Regions from separate parts of the Mus musculus genome. Here regions 2, 3, 4, 5, 6 and 7 are each linked to region 1. A link is a contact called in public ChIA-PET, HiCAR-type, HiChIP or PLAC-seq and promoter capture Hi-C data. All regions are on one chromosome and are shown on one strand. The core of a region is the stretch at or near the end of the contact, and the rest is flanking DNA. Distances in the headings are between cores, read along the strand shown.

Region 1 (4,005 bases), core at 483-2,982:
GCTTAAAAGTTCTCTCTTCACTCCTGTAATATTATCCTGATAATTCACAACTGCGACTACCAAGACCTTAATGTACCACCTGCTTGCCATTTATTTTGTTTTTGTTTCCTAGGTTTTGTTGCTGTTCTTATTGCTGTTGTTTTGAAGACGGTCTTTTGTTGTCTAGTCAGGGTTATCCTAGATTGCGTTATGTAGCCCAGGCTGGCCTGGAAGGCAAAATAACCATGATCCAGCTTCCCCAGTCCTTGGATTACAGGCAAGCACCATCTCAACTAGCCCTTTGCATCTGTCAGTTACTGTAATATTTCTAGGTTCATTTCTGAGTTAACATATTCAACACTGTTTTCAGCTAATTTAAAAGCATTACATGAAATAATTTCAACATTATTTTCCCCCTCTCTTCGTTCACATTTCAAACTACAGTGTATTGCCTTTGTTGAGTTCATTCACAGTGTATCTACAGGCCTGGATTTAACATATTTCTTGTAGTGACAACTTTTCTATTTTTTTGGAACTCTTTAGGTCACAGGAGGGGAAAAAAAGGAGGTCATACCTAAAAGAAATGGCATGTCCCCAAGACAGATGCAGTTTTCTGAACACCTGTTGAACATCAAATGATGATGAGTGTTCTAATTCCAAAACTCAGGATCCAGATCTTAAATGTTCAGTCACTTTGCTTCGTCTGATAAGGATTTGAACGTCGATTCTTCCCAAAGATAGGGAAATAGACGCCTCATTTAAAAAGCAGTCCGTTTCATTGTAAATTATTTCTCATCGAGTCACTCTAGAGGAAGCTGTGTGGTTGGAACTGCAGGGCAAGCCGGTTATTGCTTCCGGAGACAGAGTGACCGTGACAAATATTTTCAGTTTGTCAAGGGTGAAGAAATGGAAACTAGCAAACAGTAACCTGACACTCCCCTTCAGTCCACAGGCTGGTGAGGCAGCTACACTGTAGGCTAACTTCCTATAGACCATAAAGCTGGATGATAGCAGCCCCGCCGCTGTGGCGGAACGTGGCACCTAGGGCATGGCAATACTCCTACTGTGGCATTCACTCATTCATTCATTCGTTCGTTCGTTCATTCATTCTCACTGTGCTGGAAGGTTACCTCTCCACCTAGGAGCCGCATTCCTTCATTATCACTTTCAGCACTAGGTTGCACTAATGATGAGCCTTGCCTTCTCTCCCTTTCCTGCACTCCCAGGCCAGGGTGACAGGCTCAAGGAAGGCCTTGGCAACAGCAAGGAAGGGGCTCGCAGCGCGCTGGGGGCCGGTCTCAGGGGAGGGAGCCTTGGGAAACGGGACCCGGGAAGGCGACGGGCCACCAAGCTCGGAGTGTAACCTGAGGGCAGGCCGTGCGCTAGCGGAGGGGTAGCGAGCCGACGAGGCAAATTACCTGATGAACGTGGTCTTGCCCGTGCTGTACTGGCCCACCAGCAGGATCATGGGCTTGTTTTCGAAGTCGGCGTCCTCCAGCGCTGGCGAGTGAAACTCGTGGAAGCGGTACGCCTCCTCCAGCGGCAGCACCTTGCGCTGGTACAGAGAGCGCAGGCCGCCCGTCACCGTCTGCACCGCGTCCATGCCGCCCGAGCGCTCGCGCCCGCCAGCCTGCCGCCCCATCCAGCTGAACATGCTGCCGCCCCACAACTTGCCGCCGCCGCCGCCGCACTTCAGTAAGAACCCCAGAACCCGCGTCGCTCGCTCTCTGTGCCCGACAGTAGCTCTCGCCGCCGCCCGCTCCTGGGTCCGCCCCCTGCCGCAACGACCAATCATCAGCCGCTGCGTCACGGGCGCGCGCTCATTATTCAGCAGCGATCTCAGGTCCTTCCTCATTGGGCGTTTGCCAGCGACTGGGTGGAAGCTCTAGCCAATGGAAAGGCGATCCTTGAATTATTGATGACGGCATCGGTCTAGAGGGCTGATCCCGGAGAGGGTGTAGTCCAGGCGGGGTGACACAGGCGCGTCTACCCGGGTACATCCTTCTGGCCAGGTGGCGTTGGCTTCCGGGCAAGTCTGAGCTGGCAAGAATGAACCACCGGAGGCTGTCCTCCTGGAACTCGACTCATCCCAAGTCTCCGGACGTGGATACTGGGGACAGAAAACTCAGAAAGTTGACAGACAAGTTCCTTTTCCTGGGGCAGGTTATTGCCCTGTTTACTACTGTCGAAGATACTCAGGCTCACCGATATAATTGGCAAAAATTGGAGAGAAAATGGACTTCAATCTATTTGCGCAGACACTTCTGCCTCCATTCAACTCTGGATCAATTAAAGGCCTCTTTCTGCTAGACACTAGTAGAAATAATTGACCATCACCTGTGTATCCTAAGCGAGAAATAGTGTTAGCGCATTTTCAGTGTGGCCAATGAGGCCAGCTGCATAGGAATAACCCAAGAGGCTTGTTAAAATGCAGGTCTCTAGTTCTTGATACAGACCCACCAAATAAAATGTTGAGAGATGCAGCTCAACAAATGCCTGCAGATGATTCTTGTCTGCATAAAGTTTGGAGAAAGATTGTGTGGGAATGACTTCTTGAACTTGGTGGAAATGCAGAGCTGATTCAGCAAGTAGTTGTAAAATTGCATTTTAAAGATCGTTCAGGTGTTGCCAGTGCAGCAAGGGTGGTTTTGTTGTTGGTGGTGGTGGTGGTGGGGTTTGGTTTGGTTTGGGTTTTTTATTTATTTGTTTATTTTTATTTTATTTTATTTTATTTTACTTTTATTTTGATTTTTCAAGACAGGGTTTCTCTGTGTAGCCATGGCTGTCCTGGAACTCATCTGTAGACCAGGCTGGCCTCGAACTCAGAAATCGGCCTGCCTGTGCCTGTGCCTCTGCCTCTGCCTCTCTGCCTCTCTGCCTCTCTGCCTCTCTGTCTCTCTCTGCCTCTCTGTCTTTCTCTGCCTCTCTGTCTCTCTCTGCCTCTCTGTCTCTCTCTGCCTCTCTCTCTCTGCCTCTCTCTCTCTCTCTGCCTCTCTGTCTCTCTCTGCCTCTCTCTCTCTCTGCCTCTCTCTCTCTGCCTCTCTCTCTGCCCCTCTCTCTCTCTCTCTGCCCCTCTCTCTCTGCCCCTCTCTCTCTGTCTCTCTCTCTCTCTGCCTCTCTGCTTCTCTGCCTCTCTGCCTCTCTGCCTCTCTGCCTCTCTGCCTCTCTGCCTCTGCCTCTCTGCCTCTGCCTCCCAAGTGCTGGGATTAAAGGCATGCACCGCCACTGCAGGGCATCAAGGGTGTTTATGACAGCTTTGTTCGTCACTAAAACTTGGAAACAACCAAGATGGCCTTTAGTAGGAGAATCACTAAACTATGTATATCCAGACCAAAAGCTGCTGTCTCTAGGAGGTGAACTTATTAGTGAAGTTTCTAGCTACAAGAACCAGATATATCTACATGCTAGAAACAACAATTGGACATTCAAGTAGAAAATCTGCATGCCTTGGAATAGCACCCAAACAAAGAGATGTTTAGTGCTAAATCTAAATAAAATGTACCAGATCTATATGCTGAGAATCAAAATATATTTCTAAGAGAAATGGAGACCTGAACATACTGCCCATACCTACCCTGTTCGTGGACCAGAAGACTCAACATTAAGATACAAAATTTTCCCCAATTCGTTTAATGCAATCCTCAGCAGGTTTTTGTTTTAGTCAGACTTAACAAAATGATTCTCAATTTCACATGATGGATGTGAAGTTCCCAGAATAAATACAACAATGTAAAATATAACAAAAATGGAATTCTTATATTACCTAATTTCAAGACTAATAAAGCTTTGAAAATCAAGACCCGGTGGTATTAATGCAAAAATTATCTAATGAACATAAACTAATGATATTTCAGCCACAGGCAACAAGTTTTTGTAAGTTTATCTTGACTTATGACATGTTTTAGTTTGTATGAGTACACTCCATGGTGTTTACACAATGCCTAACAATGCATTTCTCAGAACACATCATCATTACCTGTGATGAACGAATATATCGATGGAACAGAGTCCGAAAAGAGGCCTACA
Region 2 (4,005 bases), core at 1,097-3,596, 1.0 Mb before region 1:
ACAGAAGTGCTGTGGAATGTTTATATACTGGTGTGTCTACACGTGTACACACACACACACACACACACACACACACAGAGACACACACAACCTCTAAGGTCACAGTCTCTAAAGAAACACTACTTGAAGAACCTTTAGAACACAGCAGGTAGTGTACAATGCCTGCAAGGGTGTGGTACCTACAAGGCAGGGCAGCTGCTCTGCTATAGTCAAAGAAAACCTTTGGCCAGGAGTGATAGCCTCAGAGGTGGTGGCAGGAGGGTAAGGAGTTTAAGACTAGCTTCAGCTAGACAGTATTCGAGGCTAACCTAAGCTATATGACCTAAGCCCTGTCTCAAAAATACAAAAAGGAAAAAAAAAGTCTCTGGCCTTATAGTGCTAAATACCAGGTAGTCAACACCAACTACCCAGTAAAACAAAAACTGGGTTTGTTCAAATCCTGATCTCTGAGTGAATAGTAACTGCCTCTCTTGAGGCCATAATTAATCTCATCAGAGCAGAGCAAAAAGAAAATGAACAGTCACCAAGAAAAGGTCCATGGAAAAAAACTGGCCAAGCTCCGTAAGAAAATAGTTACCAAGCTGAATCCTCTCACCCTGAACTGAGCGTGAATGAATTAGGAACTTGGTAGACATTTAAAGCAACTGGACTAGAATATACAATATGGAAGACGGCAGGCCCCATGGAGCAGACATGCATACATCCCTCGTTAGAGGAAATCTAGGCCAGCAGTGCCAGGGTACACCAAGGAAGATAACTAGAATGCGTAGGCTTTCTCCCATCCTCATGGGAGGCCAGACAACTGCTAAAACATAACAAATGAGCAAAGTACAAGTGAGGAGAAAGCCAGGTCACTGGCCCTGCCACGTTACCACTATGTTATCAGACGCTGACAGCTGCAACCTAGGGTGATAAGTGCGCAGACACTCTTGCAGAACTCACATTCCCAGTTAGCACTGAATCAGAAGATATATGAGTGCAGTGGTCACAGAAAACATTTCCAATCAGCACGGAACGAGGGGGGCTACACGAGCCTCTGTCACCCAAATAAGGGGAGCGATTCAAAGCCCCAGCTGCTCTGCTTAAATGACTTAACCTGAAGACTTTTTACAAAACGAAATCCATTTCATCTGTCACTGCTGGCTTTCAACCATTTGGCTTGAGTTGCATGAATGTGCTCTCAGCCTGTGCTGTGGAAAGTCCACTGGACCAGACGACTGGGTCCAGCTTTACCTCTTACTCTGTAACAACCTCGAGAAAGTTACACAATCCCTATGAATCTTTCTTCATAAAAGGGATTTTTCAAACTTGGATTACTCTCCAAACACGACTTCATATCTGGATACATATATTCACGCCACCAGAACTTTTAATTCCAATGAGATTATTTCTTTTTCCTTCTTTCAGACTCTTCCTCTGTCAAACACACCCCTCACCCAGCACTTCTCAAATGCCCTCCGTACACATTCATGGGCGCGACCAGAACTAAAAGTGAAAGCTACAGTCCTGCACCAAGCTTTCCTGGAATCGGAGGAAAGGGCACAGCTTTCCTTTTTGGTGAGTTTTTCCTAAAACTGTGAAACTCAGCCTTTCCACTGCCCCGCCATCCTGCTCTGCGAAAGACAGCCCGAGCCCCAGTGCCATCAGTAAGTTATGACCTGTGCTCTTACCCTGGCGTCCACGCTCTGAAGCCTGCGCATAGTCCAGGGAGTTGGGCAGACTGTGACTCCGGCCATGGCGCTGGGTCCGTTTCCATCGCTGGCTGTAAAGGACGCACAGGAATCCAAGGCCGGCGGCAGTACCAAGTAACAGTCCCAACCCGGCGCGGGAGCCGCCCAGGGCCCCCAGTCTAGACATAGTGTACCTGCAGCCCGCGTAAGAAACAGGAGCGAACCGAGAGAGAGTCATGAGGCCGGCCCTCCACCCCCGAGGCAGAACCCGTTAGCCACGGCCTCACCCAGGTCCGGCCGGACGGTGCCGCAGCCCCCGGCTCACCCAGGTCCAGCCCGCGGGTGCCGCAGCCCCCGGCGCAGACGGACGCCCTGCCAAGAGGCAGCAGCGCCGGTCCAACGCGCCCCTGCCCAGTGCAGTCCGGCTTCCGCGCCCCTGGCCTCCCAACACCCTGTACGTGACAACCTCGCAGCCGGCTGCACACTCTCGGCCTTCCGGCGCCCCCCGAAGCCACGCTGGGCCCGCAGGAGACCAACTCAGACCCTTACCCAGCCACCAGCCACCATGGCAGCAGCAGGCACCGCGCTTTCACTCTGTCAATGATTTTGACGTCCTTAATCCGCGCCACCTGCTCCGCGCACGGTGAGACGCGCGTGGAGATGACGCACGAGGCTCTGCCTCCCACCCGGGTTCTGTGGGCGGGGCTACATCGGCGAATGGACGCTGTGCGGTTACCGGGGCCGCGAAGGTGGGTTGGGCTGTCTAGTGTCCGAGCCTCTGGGTGGACTTTACCCGGTGCTACGGCCAGAATGTGCTCCGCAAATCTCACGCTGCTTATACCTGGAAGATGCCACCACCCCCACCTCTTCTTAACACTGGCTTTATTTTCAGCTGAGTCGTTTACCGATTTTTCCAGTCAAACCCCAAACAACAGCGCCACTGCTAGATGAAATTGGAGTAAGTTGTTGGTTATCGATAAGATGTCCCTACATCGCTGGGACTCCTACAAGTTTTCAAAAATCCTCTTCAAGCCAGGGCCCCTGGACCAGGAGGATCATTGCGAGTTCGAATCTAATCAGGACTGTATAGTCTACAGAGCAAGCTTCAGGACAGCCAGGGCTCCACAGAGAAACTGGGTCTGATACATACCATTTCTGCTATCTTTGCTTTGTATGTTGCTGCTTTATTAAGTCAGGGGATCACTATATAGCCCAGACTGGCAAGTGCTGTGCCACTGAACCACATCATCAAACTTTTTTTTTTTTATTTTGAGGAGGGGGGACTTTTAAATTTTGAGACCAGACCTCAAGTTGCTGAAGTTAGCTTTGAATTCGCTCTGTAGCACAGAGAGACCTCGATCTTGTGAGCCTTCTGAACCCCAACTCTGCCAAAAGCTGGGATATGGTCTTTGTCATAAAGCCAAGCTTTGGCGTCTCTGGCCTTCTGCTTTGGCCTTCCAAATTCAAGACTACAGATTTGTCTGCCTCCAAATGTATTCATATATAAATGAATATAATATAAAGTATCTCACCATTTTAAGATAGACACAGGTTTTAGAGGACTTAGATAATCCCACTGTCTCTTTTTTTTTCAAAGATTTATTTATTTATTTTATGTATATGAGTACACTCTAGATGTCTTCAGACAGCACCAGAAGAGGGGATCAAAATCCATCACAGATGGTTGTGGTGAGCCACCATGTGGTTGCTGGGTATTGAACTCAGGACATCTGGAAAAGCAGTCAGTGCTCTTAACCACTGAGCCATCTCTCCAGCCCTCCACTGTCTTTTTTGTTTCTTGGTTTGAGTTTTTGTTTTGGGTTGGTTGGTTTGTTTGTTGAGATGGGGTTTTTCTGTATGGTGCTGGCTGCTTTAGAACTAACTCTCTCTCTCTCTCTCTCTCTCTCTCTCTCTCTCTCTCTCTCTCTAAGATTTATTTATTTATTATATGTAAGTACACTGTAGCTGTCCTCAGCTACTCCAGAAGAGGGCATCAGATTTCATTATGGATGGTTGTGAGCCACCATGTGGTTGCTGGGATTTGAACTTGGGACCTTCGGAAGAGCAGGTGACGCTCTTAACCACTGAGCCATCTTGCCAGCCCCTAGAACTCTCTTTGTAGACCAGGAGGGTCTTGAACTCACAGCAATCCACCTGCCGCTGTCTTAAACATTTATTATTAAATGTTATTAAACATTTGTTTAATCCCAGCATTTGGGAGGCAGAGGCAGGCAGATTTCTGAGTTCAAGGCCAGCCTGGTCTACAGAGGGAATTCCAGGACAGCCAGGGCTATACAGAGAAACCCTGTCTCGATAAATAAATAAATAAATAAAT
Region 3 (4,005 bases), core at 898-3,397, 990 kb after region 1:
AACGTAAGGAAGAAAGGTCTAATGCCACTGTGTGGGGGTTGAAATAAGTACCAAAGGAAAAGCAGTTCCCTCCACCTCCAATAAGCAGGAGCTGCTGCTCTTCAGGAAGGAGGGCGCTGCTGTGGTTGTGCAGCATTAATGGCCATGGCACAGACGCTGTGTCAATCTGATATTCAGAGCTCAACCCTGTAGTCAAACAGATAACAGTCACTCCAGGAACTGAGGAGGAATGAATCCAGACCCCTCCAACCAGAAGCAGCTTTCCATTAAACACATGAGCCGTGTGAGAGTACCTTGGGGTAATGGAGGGCTGGATATCTATTGATTCCCAGAGGAATCCAGAGGACACTGGTTTGAGAAAGAGTACAGAGCTCAACAGTTCCTCAGAAGCCCCAAGACCTCCAGCGATAAGTGCTCCCCCTTGCCAACTGCAGGCGCTATGGGAATGCCGACCTTCGGGTGATGCGCCTTGTACTGGGATTCTGACCCAAGCCATTGTCTCTACATGTAGAAAACGACAGTCACTTAGTACAGGTTCAGCCACACTTCGGCCACCATACACAAATAAGTATCTTTGATTCTGATAGTATACTTCCGTTGTTGAATGCCGCCAACATGACAACACTGAACCTTCTTCCAAGGCAGCCTTCGTTACTGTTACATTTTGGCCCTCAGAGCAATTATCCTTACTTTTGTATAAATCAAGTTGGAGAGCCCCAGAGGCTGGACTTACTGGGGAGAGTCTTCCTCCAAGAACCAGAACCCGAGTATCAGAAAGCCTTGTCATGGTGTGATAAAGGCGTCCATCCCACTGGCCTTCAGTCCCCAAGGTACTTATTTGGCAGCCTTCCCATTCCGAGTCACAGGATCTGGAGAGCACGTGAAACCTGCTCACTCGGCAGTGTCGTCCCTCTTGTTCTCCAAAGCCTCCTGCACTGAAAATAACGCCAGGGCTCAAGAGGGCAGAGGCGTGGCCATATCGCTTCAGGCTTGAGTGCTGGTGGTCACTAGTGACTACTCTGGCAGAAAGAAACCCTGAAGGCGAGGCAGGATCTATCTGAAAAGAAGCCTCTGAGGGCTCAAACACTGGAGTTTCTGACAGAATGTCTCCCCTAGATGCTGCCAGGATGAAATAATGTGAACACTTCAGATGCCACTCCTCATATTCATCAAAGGGTTCAAGCGTCTCAACCCGCTGGCGCTCTTCTGCCGAGAGAAGGCGGCGATAGAACTCGTTCAGGTCCAGGGCGCTGCAGGCAGTCCAGCCAGCTTGAAGGAAGCGCTGGCGCTGGGCCTTCACGACGGGAAACAGCTCCAGGCCATGCAAGGGTGAATGCAACCGCTGAAAGTGCTGCAGCATGATCTGCCCAAAGGCATCCCCCGGCTGCATCTGCTCATAGATCACGAAAAGGGCGTCGGGGAAACGCTGGGCGGCCCAGGCAATGAGGGCTGTGGCACTGGAGGGCTCCAAGTAGGTCAGCACCGCCTCGGCCAGGAGCAGCGTGGGAGAGGTGGCGTCCAGGCCGGCGCCATCCAGGGCCTCTCCTAATCGCTGGAGCTCCCGCAGGTCCGCGCCCAGGATGCGGTAGTCCGCGCTCTCGAAGCACAGAGATGACGCCGAGTCCCCGATCTTGAAAGGACCGGTCTGCGCACGCAGCTCCGGGGTCTCCTCGATCCTCTCCGCCTTGAGCCGAGACACGTCCGGGAAGTCCACCTCCCAGACGGCAGCTCGGGCCAGGAGGCCCGCCGCTTTCAGACGAAAATAAAGCGAGTCGGAGCCTGAGCCCAAGGACAGGATCTGGGCTCTGGTCCGGGACGGGAGCGCGCTAGTGAGTTCGAGGAAGGCGCGCACGCAGTGACGCACGGCGCGCGCGCGCACGTAATAGCCGCGGTGGATAAGCGGCGTGCGCCGCACGGGTCCCGGGACCAGCAGCGCCGCAAAGGGGTCGCGCACGTATCCGTGTGCGGCAAGCGATCGTTTGCTGAGGGAGCTGCTGTCGTTGGTGCTCTGGACCGTTCCCGCCCGGCGCTGGCGGCCTCGCGGGCCCATGACGAGAAGGTGCTCAGCAATACTGCACACAGAACACTTACCGAGCTCCCGCTCATCCGCTTCTGGGTGCGTCACTTCCGAGAAGACCGCTCTCTGCCAAAACCCGCGAGAGGTTTTTTGACCTTCCCCCCCCCCACCCCCCCTTTCCAAATTACGTTTTCCTGGGAACACGCCAGCTGCTTCGGTAACAGCTAGCGCTTGGAGAGCTCAAGTTACCTCTTTGTACAGGCATTTTCTGCAGGGAAAAAAAAAACTTGTGTAGATCCTCTTATTTGAGAACATTTTTAGGTGAATCGGAGGCTGACGACCTGATACCGGTTTGGTCCGGCAAAAGAGGACCAGCACCTCGGATCTTAAGCAATCCAGAGTAGATTGGTCCTTGCACAAAAGTAACAGTTGCTCCTTTATTGAGTGTTCTCGTTGCGAGGGAGAACTCATTTAGATCTTAAATTAGGCCATATGGAAAGTGAAGAAAGAGACCTTTACGGATAATTACTGATTATTATTAACCCACTGCCCCTGTACGTGCTGTTTATTCTCATGTAGTCTAAATTCTGTGCTAGGTCTACAGTGAGTAAGTATTCAGCATGTAAAAATGACACTCCCCTCCACTTCCAAGATTCTGTGATTCGTATGTGGTATTGAGTATGTCTGCTGAAAATCGCTATAGAAGAGATGTGATTATTCCCTGTGGCGTTGTTGTTTAAAGGAAGCAACCCAGGTTGGACTTTTAAAGTTTCTACATTTGATGCTTAGGAGATACCAGTAAGAAAGCACTCCCAGAGATGCGTAGAAACTTCATCATTTACTAATTTAGTGTCTGCTTGGATTAGGAAAGGAAATAGAAAGACTTGAAGAATGGTTAACTCAGAGCAGTAGTATGTAACGGCTGAGAGTATGAGTTCTGGAGTCCAACTGGATCAAGAAAAATTTTCTATGAAGATTTGGTTATTGGAAAATGTTTTAGGGTTAGGAACTCGTTAGTGGTCTTAGAAGAGCAGATTGTGTGGCAGAATGATTCAGTGCGTGCAAGATATGTTAATAAAGGCATCTAGTCGACCAGAAGGATCAGAGACAGGAGGCAGCAAATACTACCCTCCATCCAGAGACAGGATTTTCGCCTGACAGACCCAACCCATTTAAGGAAAGTGTTTGTGCGACGTAAATATGAAATAACATGTTTTCTTGTAAAAGCAAATTCGTGCTACATGTGTAAGCTAACCTGACCTACGCAGTAGATTAAAGGAGCCCAGAGTTAAAGGGACAGACGAACGCTGGATTTTTAGTTTTCGGGTGTTTTTTTTTTTCTTGTTCTTTTTTTTTTTTACTAGTCATTTCCCCATTGCAGACACACCTAAGTTAGCTTTGCTTAACTTAAGTTAGTGGGAGCAGGGGGTTGAGGGGGCTTGGGAGGTGTAAAAAGAAGATATCAGCAGTGACTGTGTTTCTGTTTGCATGTTAGATCTGAAAATAGTTACATTTGTTATTGTAGGTGAAAGTGATCCCAGAGCCACACATAGTGCAAGTCTTGTTTAAAATGGCAATCTGAAGGAAGTCCAGCACCTCAGAGATTCCCACTTTGATAAGTTTATCGTCCAAGCCGAGAATAAGAGCAAAGAGAAACTTTTCCTTCTACTGAAGTGATGGAGGCCGGACAGCAGTGGCCTGGGAAGACAGACTTTTATCTGCAATTACCAAAAGTGGTAAGAATTAACTACAGAGTTCTTGTTACTGTATAATGGCTTTTGTATTGTTTTCCACAAAAGAGAAGTAAAGCTTATGGGTAGAAATTGTAGAGTGGGTATAGCTGAACCAAGTAGCTGGCCTAGTATAAACTACAACTAGGAACCAGGCCACCAGGGCCTGATGTATGGGGCTCTGGATCTCGTGGACTCTTGTGAACTGATTGTCCTCTTGTGTTAGGAGCTCCATGCCCACTTGAATGGCTCCATTAG
Region 4 (4,005 bases), core at 659-3,158, 950 kb before region 1:
TCTCTCCAACCACCCCATCCCCCTCGTTGTTTATATATATATATATATATATATTTTTTTTTTTTTCCCGGAGCTGAGGACCGAACCCAGGGCCTTGGGCTTGCTAGGCAAGCGCTCTACCACTGAACTAAATCCCCAACCCCGTTTATATTTTTTAAGTAGGGTCTCTGTGCTGTTTTTTTGTCTGAGACACACACACACACAATAATAGAAAGAGGAGGAGGTGGTGGAGGAAGAAGAGGAGGAGAAGGAGGAAGAAGCAGCAGGTGGTGGTGGTGAGGATTATGATTTGGGGTTGGAGAGCTGGCCCAGTCTGTAATGTGCCTGTTCTGTAAGCAGAGGATTTGAATTTGGATCCTAAGCATTCAGGTAAAAAGCCTGGATCCCAAAAGCAGGGCACGGGGCATCCTAACATTTGGGAGGCAGATTTATCGCTGTGAGTTCGGAAAAACTAGCCTGATCTACATAGAAAGTTCCAAGACAGCCAGGGCTACATCAACTTTTCTTCGAGAGAGAGAGAGAGAGAGAGAGAGAGAGAGAGAGAGAGAGAGAGAGAGAGAGAGAGAGAGAGAGAGAGAGAGCGAGAGAGAGAGCCGGGCATTGGTGGCGCACACCTTTAATCCCAGCACTTGGGAGGCAGAGGCAGGTGGATTTCTGAGTTCCAGGTCAGCCTGGTCTACAGAGTGAGTTCCAGGACAGCCAGGGCTGCAAAGAGAAAGCCTGTGCTTTACGAGTATTTATTTCTACATCCATTTTTGACTTCAGCCAAATCTTCAGGAAGCTTTCTGAGCAGGATGACCACAACTTTACTGAAGAATCCAATCACCCTGATTTTCTGCCCCAGAGCACTCTTTCTGACACTCAAGCATTGGACAAGCAGTCCAGAAGTATAAGAGCATTGATAAGATCTCTTGCTGGGCGGTGGTGGTGCATGCCTTTAATCCCAGTACTGGGGAGGCAGAGGCAGGCGGATTTCTGAGTTCGAGGCCAGCCTGGTCTATAAAGTGAGTTCCAGGACTGCCAGGGCTATACAGAGAAACCCTGTCTCGAAAAAATAAATAAATAAAAAGGATCTCTTCCCCCCCCCCACCTTAAACACGTTAAGACAGCTGACCTTAAACTCCACAAGAAACTGAAGTTGACCTTAAATTCCTGATTCTCCTCCCTCCAGCGCCCAAGTGCATTACAGGCTTGGATCACTATGCCCAGCCCGGTGGGCATTACTTTTTATCCAATGAACTCCCCTGCGTGTACTGTCACTATTGCCACCACAATCTAAGAGTAAATAACAGAAACCTTAAGTACAGCACTTGAGATAAGTGGACCCCCACACCACCTGCTTTAACCTTCTGATCCTCTTGTTTAACCCGCTAAGCAGCACGCACTGACAACATTGGAACATCTGATACTTAAAAAGAGGAAAAGAAAACTGAGGCCTCTAGGTTCTAGGCCTCAACGTCAAATCCAGAAAAAGAAGAGGGGCTGAGGGGAGGAGTTAGAGCCTAGAGACTTTTCTTCCTAGGATCCCCCTGAAGTTAAAACAGACTAAAACCAAACACCTCCAGACAGACAGGTAAAACGTTCAGCGTACAAACTGATGCTGCGCAGGCGCAAAAAAGCAGGCCTGGGCTCTCAGGTTCAACCGGCCTCCAAACAGTGTGGCAGAAGGGACAGCACGGTCACACAGTTCAGAGTTCTCAATGCCTCCCTCCCTAACCCAGTCCTCAAGCCTTTCAGGAAGTGCCCGGAGGCCCCCTTTTTAGTCATTGGCCGTCCCTCGCTCCGGGTCCAGGATAGGGCGGAGCATAGAAAGCCGGAGCCAGGCGCGCGCCCTGACGCGAGGACCGAAGAACTGCTTTGCCTATCAAGTTCTCACCTCTTTGTCTGCCGCCTTCTCCTCAATGCCGAGCAGCGCGTACAGATCCATTTGTAAGAGCTCTTTGGTCACCGCCATGGTTCTAGTCCAAACTTGAATTGATACTACAACTCCCAGGAGTCTGAGCGTGTGCGTGGGCGCGGGGCTTACTCGCTCCGAGCCGGCCCAAAAGCGCGCTAAGCCTCCTGGGATGATGCCTTCCGATTCTCGTCTGACTGGCTGTGGAGGAGCGCGCTGCGGAGAATGAACTACGACTCCCAGCATGCCCCACTCCGCTGCCGCCCCGCCTTGGTGAGTGCAAAGTCAGAATTCTCCGCGCTGGGCCGCCCCTGGACAGCGCCGATGGGCGTGTGGGACTGGGCTGCACAACCTGAGGGTCTGAGAGGCCTACCCTGCGCTGGTGAGAGGCTAACCTACCAATTCTGCAGCGCCGAGAACTGCTATGGAGAGCAGGTGCTACGGCTGTGCTGTCAAGTTCACCCTCTTCAAGAAGGAGGCGAGTGTACTCCCAGAAAGCCGAAGGGCCAAGGGAGGACGCGGGGCGAAGGGAAGGGAGTTGCAGGCTAAAGACCGTTTGACGGCTTCTTTTCAGTTGTGTGGTTTTGATGAAGTAACCCGGTTAACCTCTCTGTAAAGTGGGTCGGATGCCCACCCGTTTCCGGGTTAAGATGATGGTCTGATGAGGTTCAGTGAGGTAAAAGCACTTCCTGCAAATCCCGATGACCTTAGTTCGAACCCCAGGACCCACATGGTGGAAGGAGAGAACTCCTGAAAGTTATTCTCTGATCTCCACACACATGCCATGATATGCATATGTCTGCACGCATACACTCACAAAGAAATAATGTAAATTAAGAAAATGTAAAGTAGCTTCGGTGAGGTGCTGTAGCTGAAAAGACCCTAGAAATTGTAAAGTTTCCAAAAGCTACACTTTTTTTTTAAATCTCCACCTACATTCTATCCACTCCCCTTCTCTCCATCTCTGTCTTTAAAGTCATCCCATGCATGCCGGTTGCTCTCTGTTCTGAAACCTGCCCCGTCCACAGCTTGCCCTTTTCTCCCCAGGGCACAATGAAAAAGCCTTCTTCTCAACCACATTCCCCTTGTGAGCTGCAAGGGAAGTAAATGGGACGAATTCATGGTGTATAGGATTGGAGCACTTACATATCAATTTTGGTGTCAGAGTTCAAATTTCAGCTGCCCTGTCTTATTCAAAGAATGATCTAATTGAACGGTCATGTAATTTCACTGGCCCCTGTTAAAATAGAGATAATACTGGTGGGCATCAGGATCAAATATGATGACGTATGTAAGTGATGATGGTTATAACAAATGATGAATTTTAAGGTGCAGGCTTAGTGCCTGGCACACACTAAGTACTTAATAATTGAAGCTATTGTTACAACCCTATCCTGAGGCGAACCTCCCACCATCTCTACCAGAACAGAGAAAGCACGGGATCTGCACCCAACTCTGATTCTTTTTGTTGACAAGCCAGGGACCTGACACACTGGGCCTTGTTTGTCTTTGCACTACACCCCCATGGTAAGAAATTGAAAATGGTAGAAAGCATGTGAATTTTGCCTGAAGTTTTATCTAATTTGAATAAGACTCCGGAAACAAGGAATTGCTGAACCCATCTCGGCCAGAACCCTAGGGATACCACTCTTCCTCCTTCCTTCAAAATCTGGTCACAACTTCACTTCCTTCTTTCTGTGAGTGCTTAGAGGGTCTCAGAGAAGAGCCATCGGGGCTGGGTGAGACATGCTTCCTCCTGCTTCCTGTTTCTTATAGTATGGCTGTAAGAATTGTGGCCGAGCCTTCTGTAACGGCTGTCTTAGCTTCAGCGCTCTGGTACCCCGGGCTGGCAACACACAACAGAAAGTCTGCAAGCAGTGCCACACAATCCTGACCAGGTGAGAGATGGGCTCTGACAAGGGTTCAGACAGACATGACAATAAGCATCTGGTCAGGCCTTGTGGCCTTGTGCGCCCTGGCCAGAGGTCTGCCTGGGAAGTATTTGGGGTAGAAATTACCAATGGGAAGGAGGGCAGGACTTCTGACACCATTGTCCTCTGATGTCCTTTCTCCAGAGGGTCTTCTGACAATGCTTCCAAGTGGTCACCACC
Region 5 (4,005 bases), core at 885-3,384, 870 kb before region 1:
TCTTTCTTTCTTTCTTCCTTCCTTCCTTCCTTCCTTTCTTCCTTCCTTCCTTTTTCTTTTTCTTTCTTAAAATTGAATGCTTCAAGAATTTCCAAGCACAGGGGCCTATGCTAACCTTCTCTGTATTGTTTCAATCTTTTAGTATGTATGCTACTATAACATGCCCCCCCCACTGCTCTCTCTTATTCTCTTATAATTTTATTTATTTATTTATTTATTTATTTATTTATTTATTTATTTATTATCTATATTTATTTATTGTTTTTTTTTTTTTCCGAGACAGGGTTTCTCTGTGTAGCCCTGGCTGTCCTGGAACTGACTCTGTAGACCAGGCTGGCCTCGAACTCAGAAATCCACCTGCCTCTGCCTCCTGAGTGCTGGGATTAAAGGCGTGCCCCACCACTGCCCGGCTTCTTTTATAATTTTGACCTTGAGATTCTAACCCTCCTATTCCCACTTCCTGACTGCTGGGACCATAGTCACCATACCTAGTTCTGTGCTGTGCTGAGGGCCTCATCCTATGAAACTAAACAAACCCTCTTGTCTGCCAAGTAAGCTAGATCCATAGTCTCCAATTTCATTAAAATCTAAACCTTTTCAATTCAACAGCAAATCCAAGGCTGAGGATGGAGCCCACGATGTAGCACTCACACAGTATCTGTGAGGCGCTGGGTTTGATTCTTCGGGTCTGGATCTTAATTTAGTCAACAATCCGCTATTAAATACTAGTAATATTTAAACACAAACTCACCACTCAGTGATTTGTATAACATCCGACTGTCCGCACACCGTTAAGAGATTTTTTTTTTCTCATTTTATAAATGTAGAAACTGAGCCATGAGAGAGTTCGTTTATGCAAATGTCTAATAAACATTCACTAGTTAGTTATTGGTGACTGCCCTGGAGCAGGTTACAGGTAAAGCTGGGGTTCCCCAGTAAGTTCCCTAGCAGTGCCCTGAGCTCAGTCATGTGACCTCCACCCCCTCTCATTTGGCTCCTCCTCTGTTCCCACCAGCCAGGTCTCCAGCTGTCCCCACACTCTCCTTCATCTGCCTGCCATACCTAACCTGTCACTAGGTCTCTGGTGCCTTCCTCTGAGATGGTCTCCCACTTCCCAGCTCTCTCTCTCCCGGATGGATACATAAGGCCTGTCTTCTGCCTCAGGTCTCATGTCCTTTTCAAACACCTGCTTCCCAGTACCAACATCAGATCTTATCCCCAGTTATAGCCTCCAGTGGATCACACGATAGCTTCCACAGTCTGCCCAAGGCCAGCCCCGCTTCCTCTCCACCCCATTACACGGCTTATAGGGTTTCGCTCGTGACTTTCCTGAAGACTATATATAACCCCCTTTTCTTTTTCTGATACTAGGGCTTGATCCTAAGGCTTCCCACATGCTAGACAAGGACAGTCAACATCACTCAACGTATAGAGTGCCTGGAAGTAGCCTGCTTCAGTTTTCCCGGTGACCCTTGCCTCTCCCCCTACACTAAGGAGCTACTATGAGGCAGCTTACTTAACCTGGCCATTGCGTTGTCAATTTCTTTCTGTTTTGTTTTCTGGGGGTCTGTAGCCCAGTCCTTAGTAATCCTCCTGCCTCAGCCTTCCCACTGCTGGAGATTAAATTTTGTATGGTTTTCTTTTTGCGGTGTAAGGAAAAAAAAAAAAAATCCAGGTCTTATACCCGCTGGGCAAGGTGCTTATGCACCACTGAGCCACACTTGTGACCCATTCAGCTACTTCCTCTGGAAGCTAGGGGGCCCTGGGGTGAAAGAAGGGACACTCAGACTGTTCTGCCTGTGCCTGTGAAGGTGGACTGAGGCAGCAATTCGATTGAGGAACAGGAGGTAGTGTGACAGATGGAGGAGCACCGCCGGCCTTTCAGTGACAGTCTGAGGGAGTGAAGTCTGAGCTGCGGAAGCCTAGGATCCGCGCAAGCCTGTTACTGGACGCCGCTGGGAAATCCCGGGCTGCCTCCTAGCGCCAACATGAGGAACTGCAGCAGCAGGGTGGCCCGCAAGCGCTCCTCCCCCGCCGCGCCGAGTCTCCGACAACGCCTCCTTGTGGAGGCTCAGGTGCCCAGGACTCCAGTTAACACTCGCGGCTGAAAAACCCGGAAGCACGTCATAAGCACGCGTCACGGGGGCGGGAGTCAGCTGAGCTGCCTGGGCGAGGTTGTGATTACCTGGGATCTGCTAAGGGGAGCCTATAATCTCTTGGGACTGGAGCTGGGGTGCAAAGCTGCGCCATGGACTAGTTGGGGCTCCTCGATCGTCTCGTCCTTCACAGAGAAAGCGAAAAGGGCCCCAGAATTTTTAAAAGGTTCTCAGGATCTGTCAGACGCTGGGGAAGCACAACTTGCAAATCCAGGACGACCGGGGTCCCAGTTGTGACCCCCAGCCCCCAGATCAGAGATCCAGAACTTGATTGCCATGGCGTCCATCCTGGATGAGTACGAGGACTCATTGTCCCGCTCGGCCGTCTTGCAGACTGGTTGCCCTAGCGTGGGCATCCCCCATTCTGGTAAGTTAGAAGAGGCCGCCTCTGCCCCTTTCTGTTATGGTAGCATTTACGGGGGAGAGAAGCTCTAGAGCTTGCAGCGTGTGTTTAGGATCTAAGCCCCAGGCCTTTCTTGTCTTGCCCAGCTTGTCATTGGTCGAAGTTTGAAAGAGCCACAGGAACAGCCTCGTGATCTAGGCCTTAACTCAAAGGTCCTTCAAAAGAGGGAACTTGGGCTCAGATAAGGAAGTACTTGTTACTTTTGTCTATAGGCTGCAGTTGGGAGAACTGAATATAGGTTCCAGGCTTCTGTGTCTTGTTCTATGGATTTTTTTTAAAGCTTTTGGAGTCTGTGTATGTGTTCGTTCCCACCAGACTTCATCTTGAGGTAGCAGAGGAGGCAGAATGAGCACTGAACTTGGTGGAACGTGAATGTTATAAGTGAAGGAGGGTCGATCCAAAAGGGAATTTTGTTACTGAACAGGAACAATGGAGATGATTGTCCCGGGGTAAAGCTGGCTGCAGTTTAGAGTGTAGGAGAGCAGCGCAGGGTTACCCACACTATGATGATATTGCAGCGGACTATCGAGAAAGCAACTGTAGCCTATGAACTGGACTGATAGGACTGGGTTCCCAGAACTCTCTACATACAATGGAGACTCACTGAACCATACTGTGTGGACAGCAAGGAAGGGACTTTAGTTTCTCTTGGCCAAAGACCATAAGGGAGAATGCCAAAACCATCCTCCCTGTACTGTCTCCCCCCACCCCCGTTACCACTGGGAACGTGCATATCATGATACAACCTCATCTCAGGCACAGAGAACCAATCCCTTACTACTGTCACAAGTGTGGGAAGAGCCCAGGACCCTTCCAATAAAGACAACCAGAAAACTATTTCATGTTGAACTCTTTATGAACCAAGACCCTGTGGGTAGGAATATACTTGGGAAGCAGAAGTATCAGCTAACACTGGGGTTTCTCTGGGTTTCTGGGTGCCTCACCCCCCTCTGGACGCCTTTTTCTCTTGTCTTCCCCACCTATAGGGTATGTAAGTGCCCACCTGGAGAAGGAGGTGCCCATCTTCACCAAGCAGCGGGTTGACTTCACCCCCTCGGAGCGGATCACTAGCCTCGTGGTCTCCTGCAATCAGCTCTGCATGAGCCTGGGCAAGGATACACTGCTCCGGTAGTATCTTTGGAGACTTTTAGCTGACTAGGGTCTTTTTCCATACTTAGCAAATGACACAATAGCTTTTCAGGAGATGCACTATTCCTTCCCAAAGAGAACCAGTGTGGTGGCTGAAGATCAGAGAGAACTATGTTCAGATTCCACCCATGCTGTTGAACGAGTCAGCTAATCATTCTGGTCTTTCAACAGGGGGAAAGGTGCTCTCAGCCTCCCAGAGTTAGCCACACAGATCATTGGGACAGTCTGGAATCCTGAAGTATGTCCGCTATTTGCCAAAAGTGTTGACAGCGTTGTTTATCATTTGGGATAAGCCAT
Region 6 (4,005 bases), core at 568-3,067, 700 kb after region 1:
AGTCATGCTTCAAACATCCTTTCTGGTGTCTATAAAAATTCATCATACAGGAAATATAAGCTTCTGCGTTAAAGAGTTCTTTCATTATGCTTTAATTTTTAATAGATCATAATCCTCATCAGGATAGATTCTCCAAGATGGCATACTGTTATATCTGTCACCATTGCAGCTTCTTTAAAATCGCAACATAAAAAGTAAAAAGTATTCAACCCACTCAATACTTTTTAAAAAATCCTCATTTTTTTTACTCCTTAAATGAATGTTATTCTAGTCCACTTTGCTGAAAGAAAACAGATACATCTTTGCAGTCTATCCTGGCAAGTCCATGTTTAATGTCACTGCAACTATTAATGGCTCAAAACCAAACACTGAAACAAAACACAGCCTGAATCCTCCTTGTATTTGAGAGTTTGAGTCCATTCACAATACACTCTCTCACACACATTCAATTCTACTAAATAACATCTTCCCATCATATACAGGTTAAAATAGAATTGTCTTCTTTAAATGTTAAAGGACAGCTTCCAAAGCTAGGGGAGAGAAGCCTATCAACTTTAATCCAAAGCAAAGTACAACTCAATGTCATTTTTACCTCTAAGGCAGCGCCACAACTGAAACAAAATGAACTTCATTTAAGGATCAGGTATCCTAGCATCCCCATGATTATTTACTTCTCTGACTCGACAGTGCGTATATGTAGGCTCTTTTGTCCCTCTTTTGGCATCCCCGCGTATCAACAGCATCATCTTTGTCAAAGCAAATCCCTCTGGTCATTACTTCAATACTACAAAGTCCCGGCCTTCCTTGTTACCACACAAATGAGATTCGGTAGTCCCGTCACTCTTCCATTACAGTGGGAAAAGCAAGATAGAATGAAACGCTCATAATTTCAAAAGACTCCTCTCTGCTCGGTCCTGGTAGCCAGAAGAGTCATGAGTACAAGTGATATATGGGTCACCCACAGAAACAGACGAAGCAGCTTCATGAACCTCCAAGTTCAGGGAAGGCACCCAAAGCCTCCGGGGAAATGGGGCAGAACCAGAAAGATCTGTGGGATGAGGATCAATTTGGGTCTGGCGTCGCCTCAGGGCGTGGGCATAAGAAACCCAGGGGTCTCGGGCAGTCTCCCCTCCACGCCTCGGTTGAGCTGAACGAGGGATGAGGCGGGCGCAGGGAAGCTTCTTGGAGACGCCCTGGGGCTCGGGGGTGTGTCCTACCTGGGCCGCGGCGGACGCAGGATCTCTGACGGAGGACGAGGGTCTAGCTCAGGGTCCGCACCGGCAGGAGTCACCGCTCAGCAGGCGGGCCCGCCACCGCCTGCCCATCCCCCGCCGCCCACTGCGGCGGGACCGGAGCGCGGCTTAGACGGCCGGCGGTCCCTTCGGATGCCGTCCGCGTCTAAAGGCGGCGGCAGCGGCTGCGGGTATTGCTGCGGATTGTCCCGGGCCGCTGCTCTCGTGCCAGCCCCTGCTCCTCCTCCTCCTCCTGCCGCCGCCGCCTCCTCGTCCCTACCGCTCCCATCGCCGCTGCGGCGACTACTGCAGCGCCCGCTGACCCGGCCCGACGTTACTCTCCCCCCCGCAAGCCGCACAGCCTAGCCCACCCGCCCTGCCAGCGCGCACCGCCCACCTCTCCGCCGCGGGTGCTGATTGGAGAGCACGTTCCCAGCCTGTGGCGTCGGTTGGCTAGTCCCATTGCCTATCAGGAAGGGGGCGGAGAATTGGGCCGAGAGTGTCTCCGCCCCCCACCGGAGAATTGCCGCTATCTTCAGGTTTGCCTGAGAGGGCGAGTTACCGGGAAAGGAGCATCACAATGACAGTGCGCGTGTGCTTGGGAATTCTGGGACTCGTAGTTCCAGCCTCCGCTGCAACGGCCGGCCTGTCCTGAGGAGAGATGTAAGGCGCAGTGCTTCTGAGAGCCGACTTCAGTAGGTGTTCTCCTAGCTCAGCGTGCTTATGGCCACAGAGTTGGGCCCTTTGGAAGAAAATTGGTAATGCTTTGTCACTGAGGCGGTCGCGTCGAGAATCGTGAGGCCGGGTCATTGCTTAAGGTCTACTCGCCTGCTCAGACCTAGAGCTGCCAGGATCTGGGAAATGGGCGCTGTCCCCTAACCTAAGCTGCTAACTAGGGCCGGGAAACCCGAAGGTATTGGGAGAAAAGAAAGGAGTTACAAAGATGTCAGCCTGGCGAGGGAGTGCCCATTCACAACCCACGAAAAAAGATTTCATTGGCTTTTTGATAAAGACAATGAACAACTTTCATGTGGACCAGTCTGGGACTCTAAGCTTGGAGTTTGCAGGAGTGGCTCAAGACACACAAAGACTAACTATGAAGGGTGGGACACCGAGGCTGTATGGGAGACGTATTTCATGTTGAATGTGCCAAGCTCTTTGGTGAAAAAAAACAAAACAAAACCTAAGAGTAAGTCCCTCTTCTTTCTTTACTATCCATTATATAGACATTAAAAATTAAGAATAAACTTTACCAAGATCACAAAACTGATGTCAAAACCAAACTGCGGACCTATTCCATATTGTATGCCCAACGTTCTTTTTTCCTTAACAATTGCAATGACTGCCACGAGTTTGCCAGGAACAGAGAGGATGCAATGGTATGAATTGTAAAGGTTCACTTTTTGTTTTTGTTTTTGTTTTTGTTTTTGTTTTTCGAGACAAGGTTTCTCTGTATATCCCTGGCTGTCCTGGAACTCACTCTGTAGACCAGGCTGGCCTCGAACTCAGAAATCTGCCTGCCTCTGCTTCCCGAGTGCTGGGATTAAAGGCGTGCGCCACCACACCCGGCTCAAAGGTTCACTTTTACTTTCAAATATTTTCTTAGGTGACAAAAGTGTTCTTACTGTTAAGGAACTACCATCCTCTTTATATTCCTTTACAAGCAGGAGACATCCTTACTGCCTGTCATGTGCAGACTCTTGGACAGAAACCAAAACAAAAGACAACTGATGGTGAGGTCATCTTGTTCTATTCAAACATGAAGGCGTTGCCAGATTGTTTTGTTTCTATTGATGAAAGTTGGAAAATGCTTTTTTCCCCCATTATTCAATACAGACATGTGCTACAAAAACAGGTAGAATTTAAAAATTAGGTTAAGATACAAATGGGTTTCATTGTGGAATCTTCATTGTTTTCTTTTAAAGATAGGCTGTAGCCCCCATGAAGCCCTGAATAGCCTCAGTTTTTTGATCTTCCTGCCTCAGTCTTGGGCATGCTGCAATTACAGCTTCCAGCTGGCATCTTGACAATCACCTTGTAAAATAAGCCAAGCCGGAATCAGCTAGCTAAGCCATTCCCCACATTCAGCCCCACAAAAATATGATACAATAAATGTTTAAGGTTTAATCTGCAGTATCAAAAATAAATGTTTACTATTATCTTCAACACTGGTTGATTGTGTGGCGATAACTACTAATACAGAAAGATTTGGGAAAATAGGCAGTGATGGTGCACACCTTTAGTCCCAGCACTCAGGAGACAGAGGCAGGCGTTTCTCTGTGAGTTTGAGGTCACCCTGGTCTACAGAGAGAGTTCCAGGACAACCAGGGCTACACAGAGAAACCCTGCTTTAAAATAAAAAAAGAAAAGAAAAGAGATTTGGGGAAATAAAGGTGAAATAGAAGACTGACTCAGGTGTGCGGATACTCTGGATACATGAAGGAACAAAACTCAGACTTAAGAAAAATCTTACAAAGTAGTCAGTAAGATTCAGTTTTATACCAGGTAGACTTCATATAAGACATAATTCACTTTACAATAGTTATTTTCCCCTTTGCTCCAGCATGAAATAAACAATACACTGAATAACCCTCTCCTTTTCCTGTTCTTCCATGTGTGTGCTAATCTACCCACATTTAGGTGCCACTTTGTAATATGTCTCCCCCACCCCCATCTCAACAGGAAATTACCTATGTGGGTCATTTGCAGCACGAGGTTACCAGGGCAACATGACAATGTTTTGTTTATTGTACCCTAGCAGGGTAAGCACAAT
Region 7 (4,005 bases), core at 1,121-3,620, 680 kb before region 1:
TGTTCATCAGAGTGCTGGGTCCAAAGCAAATTCAAGTTCTGCTTTTTGAAAAGTTTTGAAGGTTTTTAGACCCAAAGTTGGATAAGTACAAAGATGCGAAAGCCTATGCAAAGAACCACCAAATCAACAATCTCAAATGGTTATTTTATACAATGATGGTGCTTGTTAATTTCTAGCATAAAAGAAAACCAGATAGCCCATACCTTTATTATCCCATACTTTAATAGGAGGCAGAGACAAGAGAATTATGAATTCAAAACTACCCTGGCTCATAAAAAACCAGAATGGTGAGCTGAGACATTTCAGCATTAACGAGCGCTTACTGCTCTCTCATAAGACCAAGGTTAGGTCCCTAGCACCCACATAGTGGCTCACAACCACCTGTAACTCCAGTTCCAAGGGACCTGATGCTTTCTTCTAACTGGCCCCCATGGGCTCCAGCATACATATAAGTACATCATATACTCAGGCTCACATACATAAAACAAAATGTTTTTTAAAAAAGTAACAGCAATAAAAGAAAAGCAACAAAGTTTACATGCTATATCATACATAAATCTCAAACATGTTACATGAAAGCAGCTGGTAAAATGTGGGTACATATTTGAGCATGCCTTTAGGTAAGTCAGAAATGTCAAGCATAGCACATCTGCTGGGCAGGGTTGCACACCTTTAACCCCAGCACTCAGGAAGCTTAGGCAGACTGATCTCTGTAAGCTGCAGGGCAACCCACTCCACATAGTCAATTGCAGGACATCCAGACCTACATTATGAGACCCTGTCTCATTTAAAAAAAAAAATCTAAGACAGAAAATAGATTGTTACCAAATGTTGTGGGAAGAGGAAAAAGTGACGTTTAAGAAACTTCTAGACCTTCTTTTAAAGTCAATGTTAAATGGTGGTGATAGGTGTACAGTCTGCAAATACTGAAATTTTCTGAACTGTGCCTGATTCACTTGAGCTGCAATCATATCTGATAAAGATGTTACTCCTTCGGGGGAAAAAAAAAAAAGCCAGAGATGGAAGTGCAGTTATAATCTTAGCACCATGGACGCTAAGGCAGGAGGATATCAAGTTCCCGGCCATCCAGGCCAAAAACAAAAAACAAACAGGAAAAAGAAAAAAAAAAAAAAAAAAAAAGACACGACCGGAAGAAAGGAAGCATCAATAACCCACAGTGAAAATTAGGGATGTAAATCATGGATCACTAACTGGGAAAACTAAGCTGATCATCAGCGATGTTTTAAGGAGTTCAACCTCCAAATTCCTTCCCGAGTCCTAAGAAGTACAAGAATGTAAATCAAAGAGTCCTGAGCACAGTTGGTTCTGAACTAAAATAGTTAAACGCCTTCTTCGGCAATATCCAACTTCTAAACTGTAGGGGGCTTCCATCCTCCGTGATTACGGAAGTAGTACTTTTCATCAGCAAGCTCAAGAAGGAATTGTCAAAGTAAGATGACACTTGCTGAGACGCACTGCAAACGCCTCGAAAACCCAGAAGTGCTGTCACAGACACATTTCTAAGTCTGTGCACGTGTTAGCCTGTCCCCGTCTAACACCAACTAGCAACTTGCATCATTCGCCCGTAACCGTGGCTCGCTCCCCATTAAACTGATACTCTATCCAGTCCATAGATCTCATTCGTTTGAATTGACAGGTAGAACCCTCGTCCGGTTCCTGGTCCAGCCCGACAAGCCTCCGCCCTGCCCCTCCCCACTCCCAAACCCACACACGTGTTAGAGCGACACCGCCCCACCGGGTCCCACGTGCACCTGGCCTAACACTCCCCACGTGTGGGTGCTCCACGGGCTTCCTCGGGTGGCCGAGGTCACCCATAACCCCGGAGAGCCAGAGATACACGACAGGAGAGCCGAGGCCCAGGTCTCTGAGGTCCCAACCCTATGGGGAGTGTCCACACCCATCCTCTCTAACCCCAACAAACCCCAGGGCCGGGGGCGACGGCCCCTTTAAGAAGCGGCCCAGTCGTCGCCCGCAGAGAGGGGCGCACAGGGGCCTACACGACACCCCCTCCGTCCACCCGCCCACGTCTTCTCAACCTCACCTCGGGCCGAGGGGCCCCGCCGCCGCGGCGGCGGCGGAGGGGGGGCGGGGGGCGGGCGGGGTCCGGAGGGGGGGGTCGCCCCGCCGACTGTGGAGCCGCGCTTCGCTCTCGGAGGCCGAGGGACGGTGACTGCGTTGGACGGGAACGCTCCTAGCTCGCTCCCTCGGCGGCTCCTGGGACCCCAAGATGGCGGCGGCGCTGAGGCGGCTGCGGGCGCTGGGCCGGCGGCGGCGGCGGCCACTTTCACTCACTGAGAGGAGCGGAGCAGGGACACGGGGAGCCATGGCGGGGGGGAGGAGAGGCGCCATAGCCAGGCCAGAACAATCGAGCAGGTACTCGGCCGGCTTAGCCCTGCCCCGCCCACGCCCACTGCTAGTCGCTAGCCCGTGTCCGCCGACCGTGCCGCTACGGGCGGCCTCGTGCAGCTTGTACCCCGCTGCCGCCGCCCGACGCCCCGCGCGGACCGGGGTTCTGGGGGAGACCCTCATCTATACTATCTGAGTGCAGATTGGTCGGGGCTGGGACTGGCGAAGATTGCCGAAAGGCGACGGGGAGGAGGAGGAGGATGTCATCGCTAGAGTGAGCAAGCAGATCTCGCGGGAGGAGATGTCGCGAGAGCTCAGCGGCCCTGCAACTGCCACAGAAAGGTTACTTTTCCGGAAGTAACGTCAATGGAAACCGCCCAAAAACCAGGGACTCATTTTGGTCCTGCAGGTGGGAGGGACTGCTTGGCGTTGTCGCTGGAAGTTTTCTCCAGGTAGTGCTGGCCTACCCCGAGGCCAGCTCGGGCGGGGATGGATCCTTGTAAGAGCCAACTTGGAGACGTCTCCTGGTCGTCTTCCTGACGACACTGTCCCCCTTCGGCCCGAGACCGTTGGCACGAAGGCGCTTTCACCTTCCATGCACTTTCCATTTCCCCAGTGGGGTGAGTCGCCCTGCCCACACTCGAGCAACCGCAGAGCTGGGGCGGGCGGGGCGGGGCGGGGCGGTTGTTTCATGGTTATTTTGTCTGGGTTTGGTTAATAGCCCAGGCTAGCTAGCGTCAAGCTCGGGGGATGTCTCCTGCCTCAGCCTCCCGAGGACTGAGGTTACAGTGTGCGCCATCATGCAGTCTTCTGCACTTAATCCACTCGTTTCCAAGACGTATATAGAATTGTTGGACTTCACCCTTTCGTTTTCTGCAAGAATCGCTTGTTTAATATTATCTGTTTTGCCTGTACTGTGCCTTGTGCAACTCCAGTTGGGTCCAAGTTGCATCCTTTGGAACTGAACTGCTTAAAATTAAAGTCTAGAAAATGATTATTTAAAAAATGTCTTGTTTTTTTTTGTTTGTTTGTTTTTCGAGACAGGGTTTTTCTGTGTAGCCCTGGCTGTCCTGGAACCGCACTTTGTAGACCAGGCTGGCCTCGAACTCAGAAATCCGCTTGCTGGGACTAAAGGCGTGCGCTGCCACGCCCGGCTCTTTTTTTTTTTTTTTTTTTTTTTTTAATGTTTCTTGGCCTCGATATGCTTTAAGTTCAGGAGAAAAAGTGTCCGTAAACAAGACCTTAAATGTTCACAAAGTTTAACAGTAACACTTTATAAGAGGGTCTGGCTAGACAGCTCAGCAGACACAGTCACTTGTCACCAATTCTGATAACCAGACCAGAACCCACATGGTACAAGTAGAGAGCTGACTCCTGCTTACTGTCCTCAGACCACCACATACATGCTGTGGCGTGTGCGTGTGATATATATACACACAGGCGATCTTTTTAAATTACAAAAATAATTCTGCAAGAATCAAAGCAAGTAGAAAGAAGCCCATCTTTTTTTAAAGAGAGAAGACAAGTGGAAAGAAGAACTCCAGAAAGCCTTGTGTTATTTTGCCAAAATAGCCTGCTCAGTACTGATGCAGAGATCCTGTTTCGAGAGGCATAAAGCCTGATGTTGCCCTACTTCAA

Evidence for each region. Promoter capture Hi-C pulls out the DNA fragments that hold promoters and counts their contacts. ChIA-PET counts read pairs in DNA pulled down with a chosen protein or histone mark. HiCAR-type assays count read pairs that join an accessible place to other places. HiChIP or PLAC-seq counts read pairs in DNA pulled down with a chosen protein or histone mark.
Region 2: a contact with region 1 is called in a FOXA1 HiChIP or PLAC-seq map of pancreatic cancer cells. The contact joins the promoter of Rmdn3 here to the promoter of Ehd4 in region 1. A contact is called at or near these places in 1 of 39 promoter capture datasets (cranial neural crest), 1 of 484 Hi-C or Micro-C datasets (B cells) and 1 of 115 datasets of contacts at active chromatin or transcription factors (pancreatic cancer cells).
Region 3: a HiCAR-type map of astrocytes shows a contact between it and region 1, with 3 times the contacts expected there. The contact joins the promoter of Lcmt2 here to the promoter of Ehd4 in region 1. A contact is called at or near these places in 1 of 39 promoter capture datasets (liver), 1 of 484 Hi-C or Micro-C datasets (CD4 T cells) and 3 of 115 datasets of contacts at active chromatin or transcription factors (astrocytes, bone marrow-derived macrophages and embryonic stem cells).
Region 4: a promoter capture Hi-C map of erythroid cells shows a contact between it and region 1, with 2.7 times the contacts expected there. The contact joins the promoter of Zfyve19 here to the promoter of Ehd4 in region 1. A contact is called at or near these places in 2 of 39 promoter capture datasets (erythroid cells and liver).
Region 5: a contact with region 1 is called in a FOXA1 HiChIP or PLAC-seq map of pancreatic cancer cells. The contact joins the promoter of Vps18 here to the promoter of Ehd4 in region 1. A contact is called at or near these places in 2 of 39 promoter capture datasets (liver and pre-B cells), 1 of 484 Hi-C or Micro-C datasets (pro-B cells) and 2 of 115 datasets of contacts at active chromatin or transcription factors (embryonic stem cells and pancreatic cancer cells).
Region 6: a contact with region 1 is called in a promoter capture Hi-C map of pre-B cells, with 3 times the contacts expected there. The contact joins the promoter of AV039307 here to the promoter of Ehd4 in region 1. A contact is called at or near these places in 1 of 39 promoter capture datasets (pre-B cells) and 1 of 115 datasets of contacts at active chromatin or transcription factors (bone marrow-derived macrophages).
Region 7: an RNA polymerase II ChIA-PET map of memory CD8 T cells shows a contact between it and region 1, with 5 read pairs. The contact joins the promoter of Ino80 here to the promoter of Ehd4 in region 1. A contact is called at or near these places in 2 of 115 datasets of contacts at active chromatin or transcription factors (double positive thymocytes and memory CD8 T cells).

Annotation. Positions count from the first base shown.
Region 1 is chr2:120,152,843-120,156,847 of GRCm38.p6, forward strand. It overlaps Ehd4 (EH-domain containing 4), which reads right to left and starts at 1,733. Exons shown (of 6, transcript NM_133838.4): 1 at 1,398-1,733. The coding sequence starts at 1,633.
Region 2 is chr2:119,154,688-119,158,692 of GRCm38.p6, forward strand. Rmdn3 (regulator of microtubule dynamics 3) reads right to left here and starts at 2,347. Exons shown (of 13, transcript NM_001033136.3): 1 at 2,220-2,347; 2 at 1,671-1,864. The coding sequence starts at 1,857.
Region 3 is chr2:121,138,551-121,142,555 of GRCm38.p6, forward strand. It overlaps Lcmt2 (leucine carboxyl methyltransferase 2), which reads right to left and starts at 2,148. Exons shown (of 1, transcript NM_177846.3): 1 at 1-2,148. The coding sequence starts at 2,050. Adal (adenosine deaminase-like) reads left to right here and starts at 3,543. Exons shown (of 10, transcript NM_029475.2): 1 at 3,543-3,753; 2 at 3,974-4,005. The coding sequence starts at 3,694.
Region 4 is chr2:119,206,812-119,210,816 of GRCm38.p6, forward strand. It overlaps Zfyve19 (zinc finger, FYVE domain containing 19), which reads left to right and starts at 1,909. Exons shown (of 11, transcript NM_028054.3): 1 at 1,909-2,372; 2 at 3,671-3,792; 3 at 3,970-4,005. The coding sequence starts at 2,319. Dnajc17 (DnaJ heat shock protein family (Hsp40) member C17) reads right to left here and starts at 1,984. Exons shown (of 11, transcript NM_139139.2): 1 at 1,877-1,984. The coding sequence starts at 1,954.
Region 5 is chr2:119,286,608-119,290,612 of GRCm38.p6, forward strand. It overlaps Vps18 (VPS18 CORVET/HOPS core subunit), which reads left to right and starts at 2,135. Exons shown (of 5, transcript NM_172269.3): 1 at 2,135-2,523; 2 at 3,546-3,687. The coding sequence starts at 2,433.
Region 6 is chr2:120,848,839-120,852,843 of GRCm38.p6, forward strand. AV039307 (expressed sequence AV039307) reads left to right here and starts at 1,818. Exons shown (of 4, transcript NR_038350.1): 1 at 1,818-1,927. Ttbk2 (tau tubulin kinase 2) reads right to left here and starts at 1,580. Exons shown (of 16, transcript NM_001024856.2): 1 at 1,218-1,580.
Region 7 is chr2:119,475,317-119,479,321 of GRCm38.p6, forward strand. It overlaps Ino80 (INO80 complex subunit), which reads right to left and starts at 2,371. Exons shown (of 36, transcript NM_026574.4): 1 at 2,063-2,371.